2 separate regions of the Mus musculus genome follow, and region 2 is linked to region 1. The links are chromatin contacts, called in public promoter capture Hi-C maps. All regions are on one chromosome and are shown on one strand. Each heading gives the region's core, a stretch centred on a gene start, on an enhancer-like site or on the middle of the called end of the contact. The rest is flanking DNA. Distances are from core to core; before and after follow the strand shown.

What was found. Promoter capture Hi-C pulls out the DNA fragments that hold promoters and counts their contacts.
Region 2: a contact with region 1 is called in a promoter capture Hi-C map of pre-B cells. The contact joins the promoter of Smim15 here to the promoter of Cenpk in region 1. A contact is called at or near these places in 1 of 39 promoter capture datasets (pre-B cells) and 1 of 484 Hi-C or Micro-C datasets (CD4 T cells).

The regions. Positions count from the first base shown.
Region 1 is chr13:104,224,658-104,230,673 of GRCm38.p6, reverse strand. Cenpk (centromere protein K) reads right to left here and starts at 1,708. Exons shown (of 10, transcript NM_001377093.1): 1 at 1,672-1,708. Ppwd1 (peptidylprolyl isomerase domain and WD repeat containing 1) reads left to right here and starts at 1,830. Exons shown (of 11, transcript NM_172807.4): 1 at 1,830-2,068; 2 at 5,222-5,324. The coding sequence starts at 1,873.
Region 2 is chr13:108,041,546-108,047,446 of GRCm38.p6, reverse strand. Smim15 (small integral membrane protein 15) reads right to left here and starts at 2,973. Exons shown (of 3, transcript NM_001048250.2): 1 at 2,961-2,973; 2 at 879-1,022; 3 at 1-7. Gm41055 (a long non-coding RNA gene) reads left to right here and starts at 2,976. Exons shown (of 5, transcript XR_003950673.1): 1 at 2,976-3,241.

The sequences.
Region 1 (6,016 bases), core at 459-2,958:
GTAGGAGTGACTAAAAAAACAAAAAGTCCTTTTTATCAAAAGAGAAACATGAACACGCACCTGTTGGAGGGAATATTTTCATATAGCCATTATTAAAAAAAAAAAAAGAGTATGGATGTTAGCAAAAATTAGAAACAGAACTACCACAGGATCCAGTAATTCCACTATTAGATATATATCCAAAGGAAACTAGCATGTTAAAAAGATGTTTACAATCTTGTTTACTATAGCACCATTCACAATAGCCCAGATATGTAATCAACTAAGTGTCCACCTAATGAAGAATGGATTTAAATTTTAAAAAGTTCCATTGTAACAGGAGAGTCAGTAGAAAAACAAGAGTGCAAAATTCAGGTAGGTGAGGAGATGTATTGGTAAGAGCTTGTGGAAGGTGTGTTTGAATTACTTCTTCCAACTAAGTGAAATGGAACCTAAGGTGATCCACTGTGAGGAAGTATCAAGGAATTTGAATTTTAAGAGCAGATACAGCCAGGTGGTGTGACCCCTGCCTTTAATCCCAGCACTTGGGAAGCAGAAGCAGAGGCATTCGAATCTCTGTCCTTTCAAGGACAGTCAGGACATAAAAGAAAAATCCTATCTCAGAAGGGGTCAGGGTTCAGAGAAATAGCTTATCACATAAAGGCTATAAGGTTTACAAACAAAATTTTAAGAGGAGAGGGGGAAAGGTTACAGAATGTTGGTTTTTTTTGTTTTTTGTTTTTGTCTTTAAGAAAACTCAAAGAATATAAAGCAACTTTGGATAGTAGCCCACTTTAAATTACTAACTAGTGGCCCAATTAAAACAACAAAAGATAGCATATTAATGAATATAGTCATCCAGGGCAAGGTTACTAGATGGCTGTTGTAAAGATGATAGTGTATCATGAGGTACAGTTAGGTAATTTTAAGGATGTAGAGAGGACCTGTAGTTTACAACATCAGATGTAAATCAGAATAAACACCGCCCCAATGTATTTTTTTACTCATAAGGAATTTTTAAGTCTTAAATTGCTTAACCTGTAAATTACCAACGGAGAAGTGGTACAGGATGCAGCTTTGTTGTTGGAATAGACAGAACACGGTAGCATGCTCCTAGGTTAAAGGTGTCAATAACGCGAAGATGTCAACTCCCCCCAAATTGTCCTCTTTTATCTTAATTAACATCTTAAAGGCGACAAAAACTCTGTCGCACTTGATGAGGAAATTCTAGACCTATACAGAAATATAAAGATCCAGAAATAGCAAAGGCTCATAGACTATATGCTAATCGTCAAACATAGAGCAGGCAGGTGGAGACGCGGGAACGTAACACGCAGGCCCTTCGTGAATTTCTCGCGTCACATACATACACATTCCAAGTCAAAAAGAATATTCTAAATGGGAGGCCACCTTATAAATTACAGTAATTTCAATATATAGTTTAGCTGATAGAAATCTACTTCATTCTTTTTAACAAAAAGTTCCTTCCAACCCCGCCCCTCGGCTTTTTCGGGAAAAAACAGGTAGGTTCTAGAACAGCATTGGCCCGAGAGGCCGAGAAGCGCGAGACCTCCAGTTCGTAAGGCGTAAGCGTCCGATCTAGGGGGTACCTGGGTCCCCCAAACCCGCGAGCTGCCATCCTCCTTGACAGAAAACTGGGGCCTTTGCCAGTCAGAGCCGGTTTCAACTCACTTCAGTCCTCCGGCCTCCTCAGCGCTCTCGTCAACACAGCCAAGCCGCGCTGTTTACGCGCGCTGCTCGCTGATTGGACCAGCTGCGCCCACCGCAGCCAATCAAAAAGCGCTTCCGGCAGCTGACGGACAAAAGCTGCGCCGCGGCTCGGGGAAACCTAGTTCACTCGGTCGTCGCGTCTCTTCTAACGCCTCGGACGACATGGCGACCGAGAGTGGGAGCGATTCGCAGCTGAGGAGGAGAAGGCGCCGAGACCCAGAGGGATCAGAAAAAACGGAACTGAGCGAGCGAGAACCGGCCCTGGCAGTGGCGGGGAGCGAAGAAAATGATGATGAGAATGAAGAGCGCTGGGTCGGGCCTTTACCGGTGGAGGCAACCCTTGCCAAGAAGAGGAAAGGTAGCAGCGGAGAGCCCGCGAGCAAGCTGGACGGCTACTCCGGCCGAGTGGGAGGGTTGATCTCAAGCACGCCCACGGGCGGGAGTGAGATTGTGGGTTTGTGCACTTAGAACGGACGATCTTCACTGCATTTCCTCCCTAAAGAGTGAATTGGTGTTAGTATGGCGTGTTAAAAAAAAAAAAAAAAAAAGGAACACCGTTGATTCCTGACTGTCAGAGATGATACAAACTAGTGCTTGTCTGTATTTCTGTGTTTGGATGCTTTTTTTGACCTCATAGCTGCTGTGTGAAGTTGGAATTCCTAATATTGATTGAGCAGGTGTGGGAAGGAGCTCTCAGAATCATAAACACTTAAGCTTTCAACCCTGACTCGTCTAGTAATGAATTTTCAAACTCAGGGGAAGTTGCTTAAGCTAGCTGGATATGAAGCCATACTCGAGACAATATAGTAAAGTTTTGCCACTAACGTGAATAATAACAAGATTTTATAATATTAAAGTTTGGTAAAGAGATAATATTTACTGTTTTAAAGACTGTTCTAGGAACTTTTTCATAAATGTCTTAGGGTTGTGTGTGTGTGTGTGTTCGTTCGCTCACGCGTTAATCTCAATTCTGACTGTGGAACTATTTAAAAATCTTTTATTTTCAGAACAAAGCCCAAACACCTTAACATGGATTATGAGGCAGTTTGTCTCTCTTTATTTCCCCAAGCAGGACTCCCAATTCTGTCCATTCTCAAAACCCTACCTTGTCCTTGAGCAAGGGCTCCTCTACGTTCCTGTCCAGATACTGTGAAGTGTCTCTATCTGGAGTCATTTCTCTCCTTTAACCATGCTAGCTTTTTAACAGGTCTAGGTTTTAGGTCAGTGCTTTTTGAACATTGGATAGTGACACCCTTTAGTTAGCTCCTTACTTTTTCTGCCCAATCCTGCTTTTGCCTTCGAGGCACTTACTACTTTTTGTAGTTGTGTGTTTACTCATGTGACTTCCTGAACACTACTAGCCTAATCATGTAAGAACAAGGATCTTGTACTTTCGGCTCCAACACTTCAATACAGTGTTTTGCATACAAGTTTAAATGAATATTTTATAACATTTGTGCTGTTATTATTTCACCTAAATATTACTACAAGAACTGCTTAGGTGGAAAGAATGGAAGGATAATTTAGGAAGGAAAACGAAACAAAATGAAAAAGAAAAACCAAACTTTGAAATGCTGACATAGGAAACAAGTGTCTTATGAACAATAGAGTTGGGACAGGAATAGGTATATCATGTGAAAAATCTTTTCCCTTAGCCAGATTTTTTTTTTAAGCCAACCAATGGAGTTTGAGTTTGAGGGAGGATGACAGGTGCTTAGTGATTTAAAATTTTTGGAAATGTAGGCAAGATTAGACTTTTGTGTGTATATGTTCACAATGATATATGGTTGTTTTATAGTACTTTGAGTTAAGCTATTTTTTAAACATTTATTATTATTATTACTATTATTTTATGTGTAAGGGTGTTTTGCAGGCATGTATACTATGTGGGTGTCAGGTATATTATGTGTTGGTGGGACCAGAGAGGTGGGAACGCTTATACTTAGTACAAGAGTGGAGGGCAGAGGACAATGTCACCTTGTAGAGTTGGTTCTCTACATCCACCTTTGTGTGGATTCCAAAGATTGAACTCAGGTTGCCAGAGGCAAGCATTGTTACTCGGAGCCATCTTGCCTGTCTTAAAATAAACTATTTCCTAAGGAAAATAATTATGTCTTTCTCTTCTTTCTGTGCATGTTCCCTTGAATATATTTAAATGAATTAGTGAACAACAAAAGCAATCTGGAATATAGGAAAATATTCACTACAGAAAATTCCAATAAACAACAGCATTAAAAAGATACTGGAGTACCACTTTTATGAAATAAGCAGCCCAGGATTGGTGTGACTCCAATGTTCCTAGGCACGTCCTGCCCTAAGATGACTGGTATATGGCCCTCATTTTCATTGTCCTGGGCTCTTAGAATTAATGCTGTAATCCTAATTAATACCTAGCTCCAAGCTGAAAAACTGAAGAAGGGAAGAAAGGAAAACTTTTTAAGAATGTGTATGTATATATGTGTGTGTGTTTATATACATATACGTATATTATCACAAAATGCTAATCCTAACCCTTACTATACAGTTACTACAAGAACCCAAGAAAGGCCATTTTAAGAAAATTTTACTAGGCACACATAAAAATGGGGATTCTGTTACTAAAAAAAATTTGAAAAGCAATTTGTCATACATAATTTTGAGTGTGCCACATAGCAGTAACAAGAACCTAATAGTTGGTCATGTTTAATTTGCTAGCTTTATATAGGCAAGTTTGATCTTTTTATTTGGAAACAGTGCATTTTCTAAAAATTGATCATGGCTCATCATAAAATTAAGATTTTTTTTTTGATGATCATCGATTTTCCATTTTTCTAGGTGTTATACTTTAGAAAACTATCTGAAAGGCACTCAAGTAGATTTGCTAGGATTTTCTCAACTATAAACAGCTAAGTGTTTTGTTTGTTTTTATGTTTCAGGTCTTTATACTGACTCTTTAATAGAGGAATAATGTCTTTAAACATACATCTTACAAATAGCTGTCAGCTTTTGTTACATTAACACTTACTACTAGTTTCTATATGGTTATAGAAATCATTTCCGTAAAGCTTTATATTTCTTTACACATTCATATTAAGCCAGAACCATTCACAGTTATCAAAAACTTTGAACCAGGAGCTAGAAGCTCAGTTGTGAGAAGACTTGCTGATCCTGCAAAACACCTACATTTGGTTCTCAGGACCCACAGGAAACAGCTCATAAACCAGCTGGAATTCTATTTCAGATTCATTCACCATCCTCTGCTGGCCTCATTGGGTTCCTGCCTGTACACACCTGACAGACACTGCAGCAGACATAAAGTCTTTGAAACAGTTTTTATATAATCCCAGGGAACCTGACATACTAACTTCTGAAGTAATAAAAGTTATAACTGGTATTAACAAATACTGGATTTTCGTATCCCATATGTTTATTGAAAGAAATTAAAATGTAGAAGGTAATATAAAAATTTAGAAAATTCTAAATAATCATGTTAATTTCATTCACTAAAAATACTTTTGACCCCCTCCCCCAGTTCTGGAGTTCGAAAGAGTCTACCTTGATAATCTCCCCAGTGCATCCATGTATGAGCGCAGTTACATGCACAGAGATGTTATCACACATGTGGTATGTACCAAGTAAGTGTGTCATACTTTGTCCTTTACATTTTACATTTATCTTATACGCATGAGTGTTTTGAATGTGTTTCTGCACCACCTGCATGCCTGATACCTACAGAAGCCAAAAGAGTGCAATGAATCTCTCAGAATCAGCATTACAGACCTTTGTAAAGTGTAAACTGCCATGTAGGTGCTAGGAATTAAACTCAGGTCCCCTGAAACAGCAGCCGGTGCTCATAACTACTGAGCTGCCTCTCCAGCCCCAAGTATATCATAGTATACATTCTCAGAAAAAAATCTAAAGCTTAATTATGAGTGGACTTACAGAAGTAATTTGGGGATTTCATAGATTTAATTTTGCAAATTCTATAATACTTAAACAAAACCCTGCATGTTTTCTTATTTAAAATAAAATATGTCAGACAGAACATCCTAGTATGTGTATGTATATTTGGTGATAAAAGTCAGTAATGGCTGAATCATGTTATCAGCTTTCCTAGGAAGAAAGTGTATTAAGATAGAAATGGTAATAAATTGGCCTCTTTGGTGTTTATAGAGAAGATAATGTAACTCAAACCTCCTGGAATTATCAGAGGACCTTCAAAATGGATGTATAGGAAATTTCAAAGAATGGTAATAACAGTAAAAATGGTCCCCTGATTTTTTAGCTCATGATATGTATAGATCCTATTTGAGCTATATTTCATTAA
Region 2 (5,901 bases), core at 1,724-4,223, 3.8 Mb before region 1:
GAAGCAGCTTGGAGAATGAAGGGAGGGGGGAAAGAAGAAAAAAACAAAACAAAAAAGAAGACTATATGGTTACTCAAATCCTGAAAGTTAGAACACATCCAATTTAATCAGAATTCCATTATCGCATAGTTTTGTTTTTTCAGTATTAATTAGTAGCATTTCAATAAAGATTAGCATCTCCATTTAGGAAAAAAATAGTTCAAATCGAACAACACAGATCATTTCTAGAAAGTAAAGACCAATTTATAGAAGGTAAGGCCCACTTGAACTGTGTCCTATGGGCATCCTCCATGCCTCTAATTCTCAGGACAAACCGTGCAGGAGCAGACAAACAAAGAGCTTGACTTCCACCGGCTCAATTCAGGAAAGGGCTGAAGCCGGCCGTTGCTGACACACCATCAGTACTGCTAAGTGCTAATTAACCAAAGTACAAATCAGACTCCTTGTCTGACATCTCGGCCAGACCATAAAAAGTCCTCCCAGAGAAAGAGAAGTAGGTGTTTATTTTTGGAACATAGGTTAAGGAAACCATGATGCTTAAAAAAAAAAACAAAAAAATCCACATTCATACATCCGGGGGAAAAAAAGATTGCTAAGTTATGGGCTTTCAAATTTGACAGCTCTACCAAAAAAAAAAAAAAAAAAAAAAAGAGAAATGCGTCCACACGGTAAGTGTGCATCTTGGTCTTTTTTGAGTTGGTAACAGAGGATCACCTGGTAAAATATGGTGAGGACTTGAGTGGCATTTCCTATATTGTTCCTGTTTCTAGCAACCTGTTTCAATTACAGGTTGAATTACAATGCCAGCATTTAGGGAAGGTTTGTGTGTATTTACAGCCACCTAAAGTCTCAAGCTAAGATTTTTAAAAACCATTTACCTTATGTTAGAGTAGTGACCTCTAATTTTCCCCTGGGACTATCAGTGAGTCAGTCAGAATTCAGACGATTGTTGGTTATGTCTTCTTCAGTCTGACCATACGATGTGGAGGGGGTTAAATTCTATATACATATACATGGATGAGCTAGAAAAGAAGACAATCAAGTCATAACTATTGTAAGATAGTTGCAGGATATTTTGATCACACTGTGAACCCCAAGATTGTGCTGTAGTGTGCCCTCCCCGCTCCTTAGCACACACCTTTGGTCCCTCTGCCTGGAATGCAGACACGCCCTTAGTATACAACCTTTAATCCCAAACAAGGTAAAGTTAGTTTGTAGAAGGAAGCACCATATTTGAAAGTGATGTCAAAGTGATGAATCAGAGAAAGATTTGATACAGGATATGCCCAGCCCTCAAAAGAGGAAAGAGGAAAAAGAGGCTAGTTAAGAGAGCAGCACAGAGAAAGAAGAAAGGAGAAGGCAGTTTTACCAGGAGAGTTTTACAGAGACAGGCTGGAGAGAGAGAACAAGCTAGACACAGGTGAAGACAATGAGCCAGAGGATGAGAAGCCAGAAGAGCAGAACACATTGCTAGAGTCTGAGGTCAAGCAGAGCAATTCAGAAGAGGAGAAAGAGAAGCCAGATTGAATCAGTCAACTTGGCGAGGAGTTTGAGCTAGAACAGCTAGCTGAGTAAGTGAGTTAGCCAGCACACAGGAAGAACAAGAAAGGATGCGCTTTTCAGCAATAAGTCTCAGAAGCTGAAAACACTCTAGGCCTAGATAAGATTGTGTGGAGGCTAGAAGCTTCCGGGACTAGGCCTGGGTTAGCAGACTGAGCAGTAAGCCTCAAAGATGACAATTACAACAGGAGAATAAAAGATACCTTTACAGTAAGATTAGAAATGGAAAAAAAAAAAAAAAAAAAAAAAAAACCTCTAAATTCTCCTCTAAACACAAACAAGTAAAAACATCTTTCTATAATAGTATAGCCTCTTAACACCTATTTCTCCCTAAATTACAACTGCAAATGTCCCAAAATAAGAGTTCTAATTCGTAGAAGCCAAGTATTCTACGTAAATTATTTGAGTACTAAAGTTTTGTCTGAATAATAATGACTTTCACTAACATAAAAAAAATCAAGCTGGCTGGCTGACATGTTACAGGTACCATACCCATAAAGATTTTTAATCTTTGCGTCTACTGTTGGGGATCCAACCCAAAGCCTAGTAGAGCACAGTAGACAGATGCTCCACCGCTGACCAACCAAGAATTTAAACTGCTTGTACTTAAGAATCCTCATTTATTCGTTGGATTGGGTACATCGTTACAAAGTCAAACACTATGCTTTGCTCTTTAAAGGTTTTGTGGTCTGTAGTTCAATTAATGTACCTTACAAGAAAATAAAGAATTACCAAAATAATTATGGTACCCACAACCCGTCACATCAAGAAAACTATCACTGGATTTAACTTCCATGTCCCCATGCTATCTCCGTATTTGTATCAGAAACCATGCCCCTACTTTCAGCACATTAAACTTTCTGGAGACGTTAACCATCCAGTCCCTTGTCGCTACGCCCTCGCCCAGTTGTAACCAGTTTGCAGGAAGGTCCAAGAAAGATCGATCTTTCTCGAGTCCAGTAACGAACTAAATACAAGTCTGCGAAATCCGCCCAACTTTGCAAATAAGACTAGCGCGACTTGATGACTAGGCTATGGCAAAGTTACGGTCCACAGGCCACACATCTCGAGAGCACCTCAGTCTCGCACCAAAACATCCTCGCCTTACTTTCAGGCACATTCCTTCACCTCACAAAGCCTAGGGGACCCGGAGCTGCACCAGGCGTCTCTAGACTTACAGCTTCTCTCCTAACTTTCCCCGCTTAGCATTCTCCTTGCCCCGGGCCATGTCCACGGCCATCAGTCGGCCTCACCGGCTAAGGACGCCGCCCCGCCGAGCGAAGCCGGGCAGGACCCGCGGTCAGGAGCTCAGAGAGCCGGGAGAGCCCGGCCACACGCTCAGCTTAGGCTACAGCAAGCCACCGCAGCCCTAGGGGATCCCCGCTCCCATTCCCACTCACCGCCAGGCAGGAAAGTGGAAAGCGGAAGCCGCTCCGCTCAGGTCCCGCCCGAAGGCGGGGCGGGGCGGGGCGGGATGAGGAAGTGGCGGGCGGGTTTCCGGCGGCGCAATGTCTAGAGCCATAGCGGGAGGGCGGGGAGGGGCGGCGCGGCGAGGCGAGGCGAGGCGCGGAGGCTTCGTGTCCGCGGTCGGGGATGCTGCCGCGCGCCGCTTCGTGTGCGCTGCAGGTGGGGCATCGTGGCCTCGCGTCCTGCGTGGGACGCCGGCGAGGAGACGGAGTGGGTGAGGAGTTCGTCCAGGGGACTCTCAGCCCAGAGAGCCGCAGCTAGACACGAGGGGGACCCCGCAGTCTCCTTAGAGCCTTCTCGAGGCCGTGGAAGGACTGGCGTGTTCCCTAACTCGCCCCTCACTCATGCTGTAGAGTTGAACAATAGTTAAATATTTAAAGATTTGGCCAAGCAGCAGCCCGGCTGGGATGTGTCCAGTGAACCTTGGTAGCAGGGGGAAATGCTGCCACGCTGTGGGAAAGAGGTTCCGTTGTTTGTTTTTCATTTAAGAGCCTAACTTACTTCACAAAGGAATGGTCGATACTTGCCCCAAAGTAAACTGTCAATAATTAAACTGTCAGGGCATAGAGATCGCAATACATAAATAAAGGACTTCAAAAAGTCAACAAGCAGAAAGGGGTGCGTTAAATGGGTCTCCTAATCTACAGGGACGGAAAGATTAGCTCTGGTTTGGTTGGTGCTCAAATTTTGTGATTGCTTGCCTGAACTACTTGCTCTGTTTGACTGCCTCTGGCGAATGTTGCAAGACCTCCTCGCTGTTGTGTGCCAAATAAAGCAAGTTTTTATTCCTGAGAGACTGTGAGCGTTCCCTTTGAGGAGCAAGCCGAGACATGTATGAGTAGTTAGAGTATAACAACAGTAACCATTATTTACCAAGGAGCAGACTTTGGCAGCTAATCTAAGGATCTAAAATACTGCTACCCGGGTATATGCTAATGGCTGCATATTGTAATGGCAGCCGTGGTTTTCTTATTCTTGTGTGAAAGCCTGAAGGATTGCTTAAAACCTGTACAAACAAGCGTACCCATAACCGGCTTGTATCCATAACCGGCTTGTATCCGTGACATGTTCACTTCAGTAGATGGTTCCTCACAAGTTCTGCCTCCCAGTGTGTTGCTCTGTTTTATCTCTAAAGGACCCAGGGTCCCCGCAAGTCTTGGGAATAAAAGGAAGCAGTACCGTAAGGAAGGAACTGAGGAGGGGGTGCACCAGCCTAATCGTGCACAGTACACACACTTACAACGGAGAGAAAGAAAGCAGCAAGCTTCTTTGGCTATTGGAGACCTAGCCTTCACACTCAGATTTTAGGGCTCTCTCTTCTGGTGTATTAGGCAGGCCTGTGCAAGCCCAAGAACAGCATAGAGGTTGCCATGGAGGACAGCCTTACTGGGGCCTGCATTACCTTAACCAAAGATGATAAGTAAGATAGGCTCCCAAACCATGGGCTGACTGTTCCATGGCGAGGTCAGCTTTCTAGTCTCTGTACTGATGCCCCTACAGCACTCATTCTCTCTGAGCCTTTTCCTCCCGTATATCTAGAGGGCATTCTAGTTGACCTCTGATCATTCGGGCCCCTTCAGATCAGTAAATTAGTGTATCTGGCCAGTCCCCTAGCTCTTTATCCTTTCTGGGAGAGGGAGTAGTCACGGGTTTGTTTGAAAGACTCTTGCTATGTAGCCCAGACTCTACCTGAGCTCTGGGTCATTGTGGTCCACTCTCTTAAGTAATGGGATGGTGGGCGGTCACCACCACCGTTGTCTTAACTTGGATTTTATTCTCCCAAATGTCCCAAATGCATTATGAGATAACAACTAATACGTTCTGCCTTGTTCTTAAGAAGCAGATTTTAGCCAGGTGTAACCCCGAGACTTGAGAGGTGAAGACAGGAAGATGAACAACCTTGGTAGGCGTACAGTGAGTTTGAACCATTCTGGGCTACTTGAGACCCTGTCTCAGAGAAGAGGTAGGGTGTTAAGGTAGTTCCCATGGAGAGCAGACTAGGAAAAGCTGTGTGTGCAGGATTAAAGCAGCCCACATAGCAGCTCTGAAGCCAAGGAACAGCTGCACAATATTTGTTATTGCACAAAGCCTTTAAAAAATTGTTCGTTTGCTTTTCTCTTGTAAGGTAATTCCTGGTAGACTTGTCATTCCTTAGTTTCTAAAGTCTTTTTTTTTTTTAATGTTTGTAAGTACAAAGTTAAGTCTCACTCTAACCATGTGTCAATGAAAGGCATGTACCCTGAATAAGATTCTGTTGTTGTAATAATGTTATTTGCTCTGATTAAAAGATGCTGAAAGGTCTCTCACCTGTACTTGGCCTTATTTCCTTCCCTCCAGTAACCCTGTACATATGTAACTTCTTTTGATGGAATTGGGTTTTATCCCTGAATTTTATTTCATAACCTTATTTAAATATCAGTTGAGTACTTTCTGTGTACCCAGTACTGAAGTCAGTGCCTCTCAAATACTGTCACTAATCCCGAACTAAATCACCCATCAAAAGTTCATGTTCTTATACAGGTTTTCCAGTTTAACAACAGAAGACTTAAAAAGTAAAGCAGGATTCTAAACTTATTTTATCAAAATCTCTGCTCACTCCAGTCTTGGCAGAAATGTTTTCTCTTTTCTCCCCTCCCCCTCACCCCCGGCCCCCAAAGTGGAGTTATGTTTTTAGAGTCTGTCACTGCTGACAAAAACTAAAATCCCCGACTTGCCTAGTGTCCAGGTGGTGGCAGCATGTCTCAGAGCTAGCGTGCTGGGGAAGGCGTTTCCAGCCGTGCTGGTTGGCTGCTTGTGTGAACGTGCATAACCTGCCTCTGTGCAGAGCTCTCACTTCTCCATTTATCGACCCATCAGTGATTCATCCCACTATAG